2 separate regions of the Mus musculus genome follow, and region 1 is linked to region 2. A link is a contact called in public HiChIP or PLAC-seq data. All regions are on one chromosome and are shown on one strand. Each heading gives the region's core, a stretch centred on a gene start, on an enhancer-like site or on the middle of the called end of the contact. The rest is flanking DNA. Distances are from core to core; before and after follow the strand shown. Region 1 holds the start of Msi1 (musashi RNA-binding protein 1). Region 2 has its middle 19 kb from the start of Cabp1.

Evidence for each region. HiChIP or PLAC-seq counts read pairs in DNA pulled down with a chosen protein or histone mark.
Region 1: a contact with region 2 is called in an H3K27ac HiChIP or PLAC-seq map of embryonic brain, with 2.5 times the contacts expected there. The contact joins the promoter of Msi1 here to the enhancer-like site in region 2. A contact is called at or near these places in 2 of 39 promoter capture datasets (hematopoietic stem and progenitor cells and liver), 3 of 484 Hi-C or Micro-C datasets (the G1E-ER4 cell line, bone marrow-derived macrophages and erythroblasts), 3 of 115 datasets of contacts at active chromatin or transcription factors (embryonic brain, embryonic stem cells and fetal liver) and 3 of 9 other capture datasets (adipose tissue, liver and pancreatic islet).

Annotation. Positions count from the first base shown.
Region 1 is chr5:115,424,436-115,431,212 of GRCm38.p6, forward strand. Msi1 (musashi RNA-binding protein 1) reads left to right here and starts at 5,240. Exons shown (of 15, transcript NM_008629.2): 1 at 5,240-5,371; 2 at 5,542-5,582; 3 at 6,188-6,269; 4 at 6,369-6,453. The coding sequence starts at 5,313. It overlaps A930005G22Rik (RIKEN cDNA A930005G22 gene), which reads right to left and starts at 5,069. Exons shown (of 2, transcript NR_168295.1): 1 at 4,875-5,069.
Region 2 is chr5:115,209,366-115,217,151 of GRCm38.p6, forward strand. No RefSeq gene overlaps it. Among named protein-coding and RNA genes, the nearest start is that of Cabp1, 19 kb to the left of the region's middle. Within about 2 kb of position 5,771, at least 74 of the 459 cell types and tissues checked have an H3K27ac peak or open chromatin away from gene starts, as enhancers often do. A contact at or near this core is called in embryonic brain, where this site is marked.

The sequences.
Region 1 (6,777 bases), core at 3,990-6,489, 210 kb after region 2:
TGGGACTAAAGGCATGCGCCACCACGCCCGGCTTTATCTTATTTTTTAAAGTGTGTGCCTGTGTGTATATGTGTGTGTGTGTGTGTGTGTGTGTGTTATGTACATGTGAGTGGAGGTGCCCTCAGAGTCCAGGGAAGTCAGAGCCCTAGAGCAGGAGTTACAGGTGGTTATAAGCTGCCAGTTGTGAGCGTGCAGGGAATCGACTTTAACTCTTCTGGAAGAGCAGTGCGCCTTTAACGGATGAGCCCTCTGTGTAGCCCACAAGGGCTTATTGCTAAGTTGTCAGTTTTCTCCTATTGATCTGTATATCTCGGGGTAGGCTAACACTACACACGGTCCATTTCTCTTTCCTTCCTGTTCTACACGCTGTGTACTGAACCCAGAGGGCTGCTTGTACACTCCAGGACTCCTGAGAGCTGACCACTTCTGTCTTGACGACAACTGAATTTGAACTGGACCAAATTCACTGGACCAGGGAAGGCACAGAGAGCGCCCTTATCTTTCCACACAAATCTCACTGCCAAAGCAAATCTGAGAAGACACCAAGCTCAGGAGACTTCCCAGTAAGGCGCTAGACCCATCCAGGGCACCGGAGATCCTGAGACCAAGGTATGGGGTCATCTGACCCCCAGTCAGCTGCTCTTATTATTCTGGTGTATTAATTCCTGGTGGAGTCCAGAAATTTGAGAAAAGAGAAAAAAAGGAGAGAAAAATTTAGAACAACAACAATAAAAAGCAGATTAAAAGTCAATGTCTGCACACCGGAAAAAAAAACTGCACATGGCTGTCACGGCAGCTTCGTTTATAAATTGCCGAAACTTGAAAGCAGCCACAAAGAATAAACAGGGACATGCAAGAAATGGAATATTATTCAGCACTGAAAAGGAGTGGGCCGGGCGTGGTGTCACACGCCTTTTCGGAAGCTCTCAGGAGGCAGAGGGAGAGATCTCTAGGAGTTCAAGGGCAGCCTGATCTATATCGAAATTCATGTGTGGTGAGCTACATGATGAGACCTTGTCTATAAGTAAGTAAGTAGATGAGGGATGGATGGATGGATGACTGGATAGATGGATGGATGGATGACTGGATAGATGGATGGATGGATGGAAATATATGGCGGGACCTCAAATGCATACTACTACTCCAAGGATGGCAATGTATGGTATGCCTCCTAAAAGGTGCTAGGCATTCTAGAGGAGAAACTACTGTGGAACAGTAGAGAGATCAATGGTGTCAAGAAGGGAAGGGTGCAGAGGCAAAACTTGAAGAGTGCAACTTTATAGCAACCACCAAGATAGATCATGGCTCTTCACTGATACTGTATCAGTGAATACTTGAATATTCTGGGACTTGGGAGGCAGAGATGGGTTGGTGAGGAGCTCAAGGCTAGCCTGAGCTCTGTCACAATTGTGAGGATCTGAGTTCCAGCCAAGAGCCACATAAAGGTGCCAGATGTTGGGGTATAACCCCTGGGGTAGCAGTGGAAAGAACACCCACCCCCAAAGTTGTCCTTCAGTTTTCACATGTGTGACATGGCATGGCGTGCCCCTCACGCTCCCACAAGACACAACAATACATCAAAACGTTTTAAACTAAATCCTATACCAACAAAAAGCAAACATATTAAAATCTAGCCTTCTGTTCTGCAGTTGCTCCCAAAAGCTCAAGTTAGTTTGTTTTAAAGTAGTGTTTCCTTAAAACCTGCCCCGGGAGACCTGAGTTATCGACACTGTTGGAGAGTGAACTCCTTTTTAAAAAAAATGCTAGCCGGGCATGGTGGCGCATGCCTTTAATCTCAGCACTCGGGGGGGGGGGGGGGCAGAGGCAGGCGGATTTCTGAGTTCGAGGCCAGCCTGGTCTACAAAGTGAGCTCCAGGACAGCCAGGGCTATACAGAGAAACCCTGTCTTGAAAAAACAAAAAACAAAACAAAACAAACAACAAAAAAAGTGCTGATATCAGACTTCTGCTGCTGGGCATGGTGCTACATGTCTGTAACACCAGCGCTTGAAAGATGAGGCAGGAGGATTGCCTTGAGTTTGAGACTAGCCTGGTCTACAGAGCGAGTTTCAGGACAGCCAGGGATACACAGAGAAGCTCTGTCTCGAAAGCAACCAAAACCAAGCAACCCAAAAAGTTCTGGATAACACAGTGGATTCATGTAGTCATCTCCTTCCTCGAGAGTGCTCTGCTGACTTAAAATTAAGTAGAAAGACCCAGGAAGATGGCAAAAGCATTCGCTGCCAGACCTGACCTTCCCAGCTTGGTTGGTCCTTAGGACCCTCACGATAAGAGGAAACTGACTTTTGAGAATTGTCCTCCTCCGGCTTCCTTCTGTGGGCCACGCAGTGTGTGAACAAACACACTAAACCAAGTATAGAAATCAAAACTGGACATCAAATCAAGTGTGGTGTCTCAGACCTGTAACCCTGGCACTTAGGAGGCTGAGGCAGGAGGATCAAGAGTTCCAGGGCAGGCCAAGCTACATAAATAGATACATCGGCAGCTCTCCCCCTTACCTCCCAACCTCCTCATCCCTTCTCCACAACACTTAACCGTGCTCCTACACATTCATCGGATTTTTGTTGGCACAAATCAGCCGTCATCATGGTGGCTGTGATGATTCCTGTGCCTCTGCGGTAGTGGCTAGAAGGTAGGTGTTCTGTGACTATTTGACCCAGGCTGTGTCATCTCGGTCGGTTGCTGGGTGCAATGTCACTCACTTGTCCTGGATGTCTTTCTCAAGAGGATTGAAAGGCATTATAAAGCAAATTTTTTTCATTCATGGAGTGAACTCGTGTATGTAGTGCTGGAGAGAATGGAGAGAAGGAGCTGGGGCTACGTCTTCTAATCTCCCAATTCAAGTCTGCGCCCCTGTGATGGAAGGACCCCCCAATACTGCCCAGATCCTCAATTTACTCTGAGGATCATGCATTGTCCCAGGAGGGCCACCCTGACAAGGATTTGTTGTCCCTTGTGAGCAGAGCCAACTGAACCAGCTAGGTAACAACAAACCTGCTATGGGAGTGGACTGGAGTCACTCAGTACCTCGGTGCTACAAGCTAGTTATTGATACAAGGAGGTACAGGCTTTCTGCTCCAGGGTACTGAAGATACCAATAGAGGATGCTATCTTAAGTGACTGCTTACAGTCTTGGCTGGCCCTGAACAAACCATGCCTACTATCTGCCAGCCTCTGAGCCACCTGCCAAAAACATAAGCACACAAGCCAGTGTTCACACGCACTCACACACAGATCTGCCCTTCCCTTCCCAGCATGTCTCAGAACATTTTATACACAAAGAACCAGAAGTTCTAGGAAGAATCAGGTCACTAACACTGGGCACAGGGAGTGGTTACCTGCTGACCTCTCTCTCTCTCTCTCTCTCTCTCTCTCTCTCTCTCTCTCACACACACACACACACACACACACACACACACACACACACACACACACGACACACCTCAAGTTCCAGCTTAGATCAAGGTGGTTAAGTATAGGATGGTCCCCACCTCCCAATCTAGGGGACACTGAGAACCTGGGAGAGTAGGAGGAGACAAATAGGGAAATGGCAAATTTGTTTGTACCCGATGGCCGGATATACCTGCTGAGCTTTCCCACAAGGTTCCTAAGGAAACTTAAAAGGGGCTCACTCTCTCTCTGGGGTGTGATGGCTGGGGGGAGGGGTGCGTGCTAGGAGGAACAGGAAAGCACCTCTAGGTTGGGGTGCCAGGACCAGGGGCACACATTATCACAAAGGAGAAAGAGTGCAGGATTGGTCCTGCACACAGGTGGCTACTGAGTCAACCTGGGTGGATGTAAGGAAGGGAGGAGATAGGGATGCGGGGTGGGGGTGGGGTAAAGTGGTAGGGTGGGGCTTGTAAAGGCACCTTAGCCTCCTGTTTGGACCATTTCTATCGTGGTTTCAACCAGGGAAGTGAAGACATCCCTTGGTCTTGAGGGAGGAGGGTGAATCTGCCTCTTGTCATATATAAGGGACTTTCTTGGTCTTCCCAGGCTGGAGAGAAGGAGTTTATGGGGGTGAATGAAGAGACATGGGGTTCAAGTACTAGGAGGTGATGCTAAAGAGCCAGGAGTTAGAGGGAAGAAGACAGGAGTTTGGCTTCATAGAAGGAAATTATTTACAAGGGAAGTTAACTCTAAACCTGGTGGAGAGTCAGCCCAGGTTCTTCCAAATCAAATGGAAGGGAGCTAGGACCCCAGATGAAAGGGAGTCACTTGGAGGGTGCACAGCCTGGAATCTCCGAGACACCGACTTCTCTCTCCACTTCATTGGGGACCCTGCCAGCGGGCAAGTGTTTGGAATCAGTTTCCCCCCACTCCAGACAGTCCGAAAGGGGCTGGAAGTGAGACAGGAGGAGGTGCCCACAGAAGGCCGGGGAGGTGACAACTTGGGAAACCTGGCTCGAGGCTGGGCATTCTCTCAGCTGACCATAGGGGTCCCAGGTGTGGAGAAAAGGGGTTTAGGGGAGTTACAAGGCACACTTAATTTGGACAGCAAGGGCCGAGGAGGGGCAAACAAAACTGGGAAAGATTCTACTAGTGTTGCTGATAAATGCTCCCCACTCGGGACGCAAGGCACTACGAGGGCTCCCCAAATTGGACGTGGGAAACTAGGAATGGACTGGAGACTGTCGTCAAGGCAGTCTAAATTAGGTTCAGGAGAAACTGGGGGTCTCCAAGGGCAACTCCTCGCTCGGACTGGGAGAGGTTTCTTACCAGTTGGAAGGTGTTGGGGGGCACTGAGCTATCTCCAACCCGACCCAGGAAGATTGGGGGCACCTTCTAAATTCTCAATAGCGAGGACCAGGGAGGAAGGACTAGGGAGGGTTCCCCCATCCGAAGCCGAGCTACCTTGAACGCACCGGGAAGCGCTTCATCCCGGGAGGGCGTTCCCCACGGCTGGGCCCCCGCGCCGCTGTGGGTGAGGGGTGCGGCCGCGCCCCAGGCCCGAGCCCGCACCAGGAATCAGGGGAGCTCGCTCACCCCCCGGACACACAGGAACCCCGAGGGAAGTGGGGAGGGGGGTCCCAGCGCCGCCGCCTCCGCGGGCGCCCGGGCGCGCGCCGGGCTTTATGCGCGCAGGGCGGCGGGGGGAGGAGCCGGCAGGTCGGCCCCCGGCGGGCCCTCCCCTTGGCCGTCCCCGCCCGCCCGCCCGAGCGGGGTCGGGGGAGGGGGCAGCATGGCCTGTCCGTCCGGCCCCCTTCGCCGCGCTCCTCATCTGCCCCGCGCCGAGCGCCGCCGCCGCCGCCGCCGCCGCCGCTCCGCTGCCCGCGCCGCCCGCGGCTCCCGATGGAGACTGACGCGCCCCAGCCCGGCCTCGCCTCCCCGGACTCGCCGCACGACCCCTGGTACGGTCCGGCCCGGCCCGGCCCAGCCTGCCCAGCCCGCGTCCGCCCCGGCCCCGCCAACATGGCCGATCCGGGTCGGGCCGGGGCCTCCCCGGGGCTCGGGCCCGCGCCCCCTGCTCCCTGGCGCCCGGCGCTCACGCGGGCCCTTTGTGTCTCTGCTCCTCCCGCAGCAAGATGTTCATCGGAGGACTCAGTTGGCAGACCACGCAGGGTGAGCCAGCCCAGGGATCGCCCGCCGGCCCCCGCACCGCCACCCTGCACCCCTTGCGGCACCCCAAGCCCGGACGCCCCTGCCCGGCCCCGCGCCCCGCTGACCCCGGGCGCCCTCGTGCCCTCTTCCGCGCCCCGCCCCGGGGACCCCGAGAGCGCAGCACGCTCGGCGAGCGCGCACGGCCCGGCGCGGGTTGGGGAGCAGTTGTGGGGGGTGGGGGGCGGGTTGAGGGGGCATCGGGGGGGGCGGGCTGGGCCCCCGGGACCCGCCAGCGGCAGCTCCAACTCCGCTCGCACCTGCGGCTCAAACTTTTGTTGAGGCTGCTCCCGGAGCGGCGGGAACCCAACCTGAGCGGTCCCCTACTCCAGCCCGGCCCCGGCCCTTGCCTTGCCGAGGCCCCGGTGGGCGCCAGGAAGGCTCTGCGGGACCCCCCTCCCCAATCCCCGGCGAGGGCAGGGGTGGGGGGGCCGGCCGCGGAGAGTGCGCGCGGGCAGCTCGGCGCGGGGGCGGCGGGGCCGCGCCGGGGTCACCAGGGGCAAAGGACGGGGGAGGAGGGGGAAGGGCTCCGGGCCTGGGCTGGTCCGAAGGCGAGTGTGTGGTTACAGAAGGGCTGCGCGAATACTTCGGCCAGTTCGGGGAGGTGAAAGAGTGTCTGGTGATGCGGGACCCCCTGACCAAAAGATCCAGGTGAGTCCCGGAGACCTCTCCTGCCACCGCGCTCGCCCCTCCCGCCGAGGCCACTCGCTGTCCTTGTAACCATCTGCCTCTCCCTCACTACCGGCGCAGGGGTTTCGGCTTCGTCACTTTCATGGACCAGGCGGGGGTGGATAAAGTGCTGGCGCAATCGCGGCACGAGCTCGACTCCAAAACAGTGAGTGACCCTCGGGGTTTCGGGGGTCCTTTGGGAGAGGGAGGCTGCCGGAGGAGAGCGATCCGGGAACTCTCTCTCGTGGGGACAGTTGCATGGAGTTTGCAGAGTGAGAAAGCTGTCATGCCCTGAAAGTTTGTCAGTGGAGTTAGGGACAGAGGGAGGAAAGGAAAAAAAAAAATCTCAGGCCTGGGATAAGATGCCACACGCCCCACCTCCAGTGTTGGTGAGGGACGCAGCAACTACTACTCTTTCTCTGTGAGTACTAATCTTGGTACTTCTGGCTTTGGGGTGGAGCCGGGCCCCTATCCTACCCCCAGATTGAAT
Region 2 (7,786 bases), core at 4,521-7,020:
CTTTCAGCAAAATCTTGCTAGTGTATGCAATGGTGTCAGCATTTGGAAGCTGATTATGGGATGGGTCCCCTGATATGGCAATCACTAGATGATGGTCCATCCTTTCGTCACAGCTCCAAATTTTGTCTCTGTAACTCCTGAGACCCATCTTTATATTTCAAAAGTAGTGTTCCGGTCTCGGGCAATGGCTTAGTTGGTAAAGGGTTTGCCCCAAAAGCACAGGAACCTGACTTGATCCCCCAGGGTTCACATAAAACCAAAAACGAACAAACAAACAAACAAACAAACAAACCCCCCAAACCTGGGTATTGTGCATCCATCCTTGTAACCCCAGTACTGGGAGGTAGAGTCAGGTAGATCCCTGAGGCGCACTGGCCAGTGAGGCCAGCCAAACCAGTGAGCTGCAGGTCACCGAGAGACCCTGCCTCAGAAAACAAGATGGTACCCGAGGAGTCACACCGCCCAAGGAATAGGAGGACCTTTCTCTTCTACACGCATACCTATACACACTTGAGTGTGCACACCTGTACACACACACACACAAACACCCGCACACATACAAACACATGCAAACACCTACACATACAAACACCTGTCTTTAAAAACAAGAAAAGAGAGGAAACTACACCGACTGCCACCAGTTACTTATAAATATTAACTTTTTTCTTTAAATATTAACTTTTAAAAATTATTTTTATTTCACCTGGCAATGGTGCTGCATGCCTTTAATCCCAGCACTCCTGAGGCAGAAGCAGGAGGATATCTGTGAGTTCAAGGCCAGCCTGGTTTACAAAATGGGTTCCAGTACAGCCAGAGATACAGAGAGACCCTGTTTCAAAAATAGTTTTTTAAAAAAATTGATAACAATATTATTATTATTATTATTTATTATTATTATTATTATCATAGTTGAACTGCTATCAAGGAAGACATCAGATGTTGACCTCTATAAGCAGGTTCATCTGTACACACAAACACACACACATACATACATACATACATACACACATATCACAGATATATGCATAAACATGTACATATATTAATATATATTTAATATACATACATGTACATAAAAATTTTTAAAGATAAATAGGGTTTGAAGTGATTGCTCTGTGGTTTCAGAGGACCCCCCATTCAATCCCCAGCTCCCCCAGGGCAGCTCACAATTGGCTATAACTCCAGACCCAGGGGTCCGGTGCCCTCTTTTGGCTGCTGAGGGAACTGCATGCAGGTGAAACCCATAGGCAGTTGTGGAGACTAAGGGAATGGGATCTGGGTACCTTGCATGGTGGAATGTGAGGCAGGATTGGGGGGGGGGGGCTCATGGAAATGCTGCTGACTGCATGAAAGCCTCTGCCTCTGGAGGTGGTGATGTGTTCCTAAGAGAAATGAAGAGTCCATTGAAGAAAAAGATGAGGAGGGGAGTAGAGGGTCCCAGGACAGAAGGAGGCCAAAGAGGCATAGACACCATAAAGACTTTGGCTCCACATCTGGATATAGTAGAGTGCACCTTTAATCCCAGCACTGGGGAAGCAGAGGCAAGAGGATCGCTGTGAGTTCAAGGCCAGCCTGGACTATACTGTGAGAACTTTCCTAAAACAGAAAGCAAGTCTTTGGCTTCAAATAAGATAGAAGGCTGGGATAGAGAACAGACATAACCCAGCCAAGTAAAAAGGGCAGATGCTATTCCAGCCATCCACCCATCCATTCATCCACCCATCCATTCATCCATCTATACCACTTAGAAGCCAACTGCCCTGGTGCACAGGACACCCCAGAGAGACCCTAGGCAGTTGAGTGGTGTGTGTGTGTGTGTGTGTGTGTGTGTGTGTGTGTGTGTGTGCTAACTACAAAGCCCAGAACAGAAACAGAAGGATTCTAAGCCTTGACCTTCCTCTTGCCCACACTTCCCTGAAGCCAGGGAGAATGGCCCCAGGCAGCTGCAGGGCTCTGCACTCGGAAGGCTTTGGATACCTGAGTGTTATAAATAGCATCCCCTGTAGCGGGAAGGAATTGAGAGGCTTGGTGAGTCAGTACAGCAGAAACACACACACACACACATACACACACACATATGCACAGACACATAATGCACATACATGCACACACACATACACACACGTGCACACAGATATACACACACGTACATGTGCACACACACACACACACACACACACACACACACACACGGGCACACACAGCCCTCTCACCTGAGTCTGTCTGCAATACCATTCTTCTTGGGTACCCCATCTGAGACACCCCCTCCTTACAACTTAACTAAGCCAGGGACTCTGCTTCTATGACCCCTCCCCTCCTGCCAGGTCCCATCTTTTGGAGCGCCAGGAAGCCCACTGTCTCATTAGATCAGAGGCACCGGGTTATATAATGTTTCAACTCAGATTCTATAGCTGGTCCTACCTGGGTGTCAGGCCCAACTCTTTGATGTGTGTGTGTGTGTGTGTGTGTGTGTGTGTGTGTGTGTGTGTATCTAATCTATGTGTGTGTGTCTGTGTGCCTGTGTATCAGTATCTAAGTCTATGTGTGTCTGTGTGTGTGTGTATGTCTGTGTGTATCTAATCTATGTGTGTGTGCCTATGTGTCTGTGAGTGTGTGTTATCTAATCTATTGTGTATGCCTCTGTGTGTGTGTGTGTCTGCATGCACATGCATGTATGTGTCTGTGTCTAAGTCTGTGGGTGTGTCTGTGTGTGTATCTCTGTGTGTGTGTGTGTGTGTGTGTATGCGTGTGCATACACTCACATCACAGAGCACGTGTACAGGTAAGAGGATAGTTTTCAGGAGTCAATTCTCTCCTTCTACCATGTATGTTCATGGATCAACCCCAGGCCCTCAGGCTTGGTGGTAAACACCTTTGGTGGCTGAGCCATCCCAGAAGCCCAAGCTCTGCCAATTCCTGTGACCCTATTACCTTCACTCATGAGAGCCTCATTCATAAAATGGAGATGATGATGATGGTGGTGGTGGTGGTGGTGGTGCTGATGGTAACCTTACCTACTCTAAGGAATTGTATGAAGAGTCAGAATCCAGTGCCCAGCTCTAACTATGGCAGCTACAGCCCCTGTGCTCAACGCTCCACTGTCCTATAATCCAGAATGACAAGAAGAATGGCTTCCCTTGGTCTGACCACACCTGCCGTGACCTTGAAGCCTGAAATCCTGACCTCTAATGTCTCCAGCCTTTGCAAATGAGTTTCACCATCCGTCATAAACAGGAACCCCGGAAACACAGTCCGGGAGAGAACCATGTGGCTTGTCCAAGGCCACACTGTACCCCATATGGTAGAATCTGTCTTCGGCAGAAAGACTGTCATTTTGCCAGAGGCCCAAGGACAAAAGCAGATGCTGTGTGTGGAAGCAAAAGAATCGAGCACACAGGGAGCCGGTGTTTTCTGCTTGTCTAGTTAGCTCCTGGGGGGAGATACTACCTGCTACCCTCCTATGCCTGGCAACACAACCCGCCCCCACCTAGCCCCCCAAGATCAGGTTTTCTTGTTTTATTTTTAAACAGGATCTCATGTAGCCCAGGCTGGCCTTGAACTCACTACACAGATGAGGATGACTTACAACCTCTGATCCTCCTGCCTCCACCATCCAGATCCCCGGGGACAGGAATGATGGGTGTGTGCAGCCTTGCTGGGCTTGTGTGGTAACGGGGATAGAAACTTGATAGGCAGGCAAGCACTTTACCAACTGAGCTACACCCCCAGCCTGCTCATAAAGATGACTAATTCAGGCACACTACCTCACGCCTTTAATCCCAGTGCTTAGCAGACAGAATCTGGAGTTTAAGGCACATGGTGAGACCTTGTCTCAAATCAAAAAAAAAAAAAAAAAAAAAGCTTATCGTTTCTTTACATTTTTAGGTTTATGTTTATGATGTGTACAAGTGTGTCTGTGCATGTCTAGGTGAACGCAGATGCCCTCAGAGGCCAGGGGTGGCAGCGTCATTCCCCTGGAACTGGGGTCCTGAGGTGCCGGGTGGGTGCTGGGAACCGAACTGGAGCCTTCTGCAGAAGCTCTGGAAGCTGATTCACCATCTCTCCAGCCCCCATCTCTCTATCTGGTGCACTGCTGTCTTCCTCTTATTAAACTGTGTTCATTATTCATGAGAGTGGGGTGTGCGTGCCCAGGGTGCACATGGAGGTCAGAGGACAGCTGGCAGGAGTGTGTTCTCTCCACGCGTGGCGTCCCAAGGACCTGCCTCAGATCCTTAGATGTGGTAGCAGTGGCTTTACCTGCCGAGCCCCCTCTTGATCATGCATGTTTGTTCTCTCTCTCTTCTTTCTTTCTTCCTTCCTTTCTTTCTTTCTTTCTTTCTTTCTTTCTTTCTTTCTTTCTTCCTTCCTTCCTTCCTTCCTTACTTCCTTCCTTCCCTTCCTTCTTTCTTTTTCTTTCTTTCCTTCTTTCTTTCTCTTTCTTCTTCCTTTCTTTTTCTTCCCTTTTTTCTCTTTTTTCCTTCCTTCCTTCTTCCTCTTTCTTTCTTTCTTTCTTTCTTTCTTTCTTTCTTTCTTTCTTTCTTTCTCTCTTTTTCTTTCTCTTTCTTTCTTTCTTTCTTTCTTTCTTTCTTTCTTTCTTTCTTTCTTTCTTTCTTTCTTTCTTTCTAGACAGAGTGTCTCTCTATGCAGCCCTGGCTGTCCTGGAACTCCCTGTGTAGACCAGGCTGGCCTCCAACTCACAGAGATCTGCCTGCTTCTGACTCCTGAGTGCTGGGATTAAGGTTGTGTGCCACCCAGCCTGCCCCGTGTATATTATTTAAGGAGAAATGTTTAGGTAAGATTTTGGCCTCCCTGGTCCCTACACCCTTTGCTGTTCCAGGGTTGCTCATGGAGCCCCTTAAAATTCCTCCCATGGTATGACAGGCCATGCATTCAGGTTGCCTGACAAACTTGGGTTCTTACCTGGATCTGTCATTTCCTGTGTGACCTTGGGCTAGACCCTTGGTCTCTCTAAATACTAAGTAATCTCTCTTATGTTCCACAGGACCCAGCACTATGTAGTAGGTGACTACAGCCTCTGTCTTTGGGGAACTTTTATTTTGGTGGGGGGGTTGTGGGGTGTGCACAGACATAGTAAGCAAGCAAGTAATTTCCGAAGGGTTAACCAAAAGTCACGGAACAAGGGAATGTGATCCACACTTCAGAGGAGAGAGGTGGTTTCTTTTTGAATAGGGTGATCAGAAAGAAAGTGACATTCCAGGCAGGGCATGGTGGTGTACACCTTCAATCCCGGCATACTGAGGCAGAAGATACTGAGGCAGAAGTGGCTGGATCTCTGTGGATTTGAGGCCAGCCTGGTCTTTATGGCGAGTTCTAGGATAGCCAGGGCTACATAGAGAGAGGCTTTTGCTCAAAAAAAAAAACAAAAACAAAAACAACAACAACAACAACAACAACAAAAAAACCCAAAACCCAAAAAACAAACAAACAAACAAACAAAAAAAAACAAAACCAAAAAAACAACAAAAGAGAAAGTGCCATTTATTCTGAGTCCTGGCTGAGTGAGTTTGGTGCAGGGAGCCGCGCTGCCAAGAGCAGAGAGGGAAGAGGCGAAGTCAGAGCATGGCCGGGGTTACAGCACACAGCTCCGGATGCGGCAGGGGACCAAGCAGAGAGCATCCAGCCGACGCTCAGGATACAGTAACCGTTAGGTCTGGCAACGCTCCCTGCTCTCCTCCTTCGGGGACCCTCCTGGCTCTCCCCTTACCTCTCCGCCCAGTCTTCACCACCACCATTCCCGGATGGCAGGAAAGGGACCGATCCCAGCAGCCAGGAAGCCCCATCCCCCACTCTCTCCTCCCTCCTGTCTTCCTCCGAACCCTCCCACCGCAGCCCAGTGATTTTCCTGACTCTTCACAAGGCGATTTTATTAAACATCTCGAAAAAATATTCTCTCACTCCCTCTCTCTTTATTTATAAAAATCAACTTAGCACCCTGCTCCTTTGTTCTATTTGGATTCTGGAACAGCCTGGTTTATATTTAGCCGAAATCCCGCTCCTTTCCCCACAGATTCCGGCTCAGTCCCAACTACAGGGGCGCGGAGGGTGGAGGGGGGGGGGCTCAGGGGGTTTGCAGGGTTGCTCCCTGCGGGAGCATCTTTTGCATGCTATCTAGTGATCCCAAGTAAGCCCAGGCTGGGCTAGCTTCTCTGTCATCCCATCACTATCCCATACAGATGTCCTCAAGAAAGAGAGGAGCCGGGCAAAGGGCAAAGGGAATAGAAAGACCGAGCCCCAATCCATAGCCAGGCTCTGAGGGGCAGAAGGTATTTGTGTGCGGGTCGGGGTTCAAGTTCAAACTCTCCTCGTCCCCCCTCCCACCAGGCTTGTCCTCGTCACCCCCACCCATTTGGCTGCTGAGCAGAGTCAGAGGGTGTCAACATGCTTATACGCTTGAGATGGCAAACCCGGACTATCCTACAGGATAGAGCGAGCACCAGGAGCTGCTCCACACAGAAGCCGCTTCTTCCGCAAAGCCCTCCCAGATTGAGCCCCATCTATTCAACTGACACTGAGGTTCCAGAGATAATGAGCCAGGGTCTCCCAAGACCCGGGCTTGAGCAGGAATCCGGAGGTGGACAAAGCCCCAATTGTTTTTCTAAGAATACACTAGGCCTGCTCTCCTTCTAGAGCCAAAGAAGCACTTGGCGCATGGGGACCCCACGCAGAGTCGTGCTTACGGCTGTATCTGGGGGTCAGAGGAGAGCTTCCAACACATGCTTACAAGATTATTTGGCAAGGCCTGGGTTCGATCACCAGTACAACACGGGGCGGTGGCAAATAAATTGGACCGGTGGTTATAAAAAAGGGGAGAAGGAAGGAAGGAAGGAAAAAAGGAAGGAAGGAAGGCAGGCTAGATCCAGATGTAAAGTTGGGTTGGAAAGGGGCTGTATTGGGTATTCTGAAGTAGTGGGAGGGGGCAGTACCGAGTAGCTAGAATTGACACACATTAGATAAGTGAGGATGTCAAACAGTCAGTTAAGAATTTTAATAAAAGCAAAGTAATTCTCACAAAAGAAAATACGCAAGTGGCCAATAATAAAAATGCAAAGATGCTCAAATGTCTCGACGTCAAAGCACAAATTAAAACCACCAGATCCTACCAACAACGTAGAATGCCTACACAGAGGGTAAATATCTTCAGGCACACCCATACAGTGATCAAGTCGTATTCAGGGATAAGAAGGAATGGATGCCTATAGACGGTAAAATGCAGACGAACCTCAAAAGCATGTTTTTACCAGGTGTAGTGGCACATGCCTGCAATCCCAGCACTTGGAAGACTAAGGCAGAAGGATCAGGAGTTCAAAGCCAGCCCTACTATATAGTGAGACTCTGTCTCAAGGAGGGGGAGGGGAGGCGAAGATTAGGGCTGGAGAGACTGTAGCAGTTAATTGTACATGCTGCTCTCACAGAGGACCTGAGTTCAGTTCCCAGCACCAACCCCAGGTAGCTCACTACTGTACCTCCAGTCCCCAGGAACACATCATCTCTGGGCTCCACAGGCATCTGAATTCACATGTGCGTGCACGCACACAAACACCACACACACACACACACACACACACACACACACACACACACACGTACACACACATAAATTTAACACTAAAAGTCAGTCTTTTTAAAAAGAAAATACATGCCCGGGGGTGGTGGCACACGCCTTTTATCCAGCACTTGGGAGGCAGAGGCAGGCGGATTTCTGAGTTCAAGGCCAGCCTGGTCTACAGACTGAGTTCCAGGACAGCCAGGGCTATACAGAGAAACC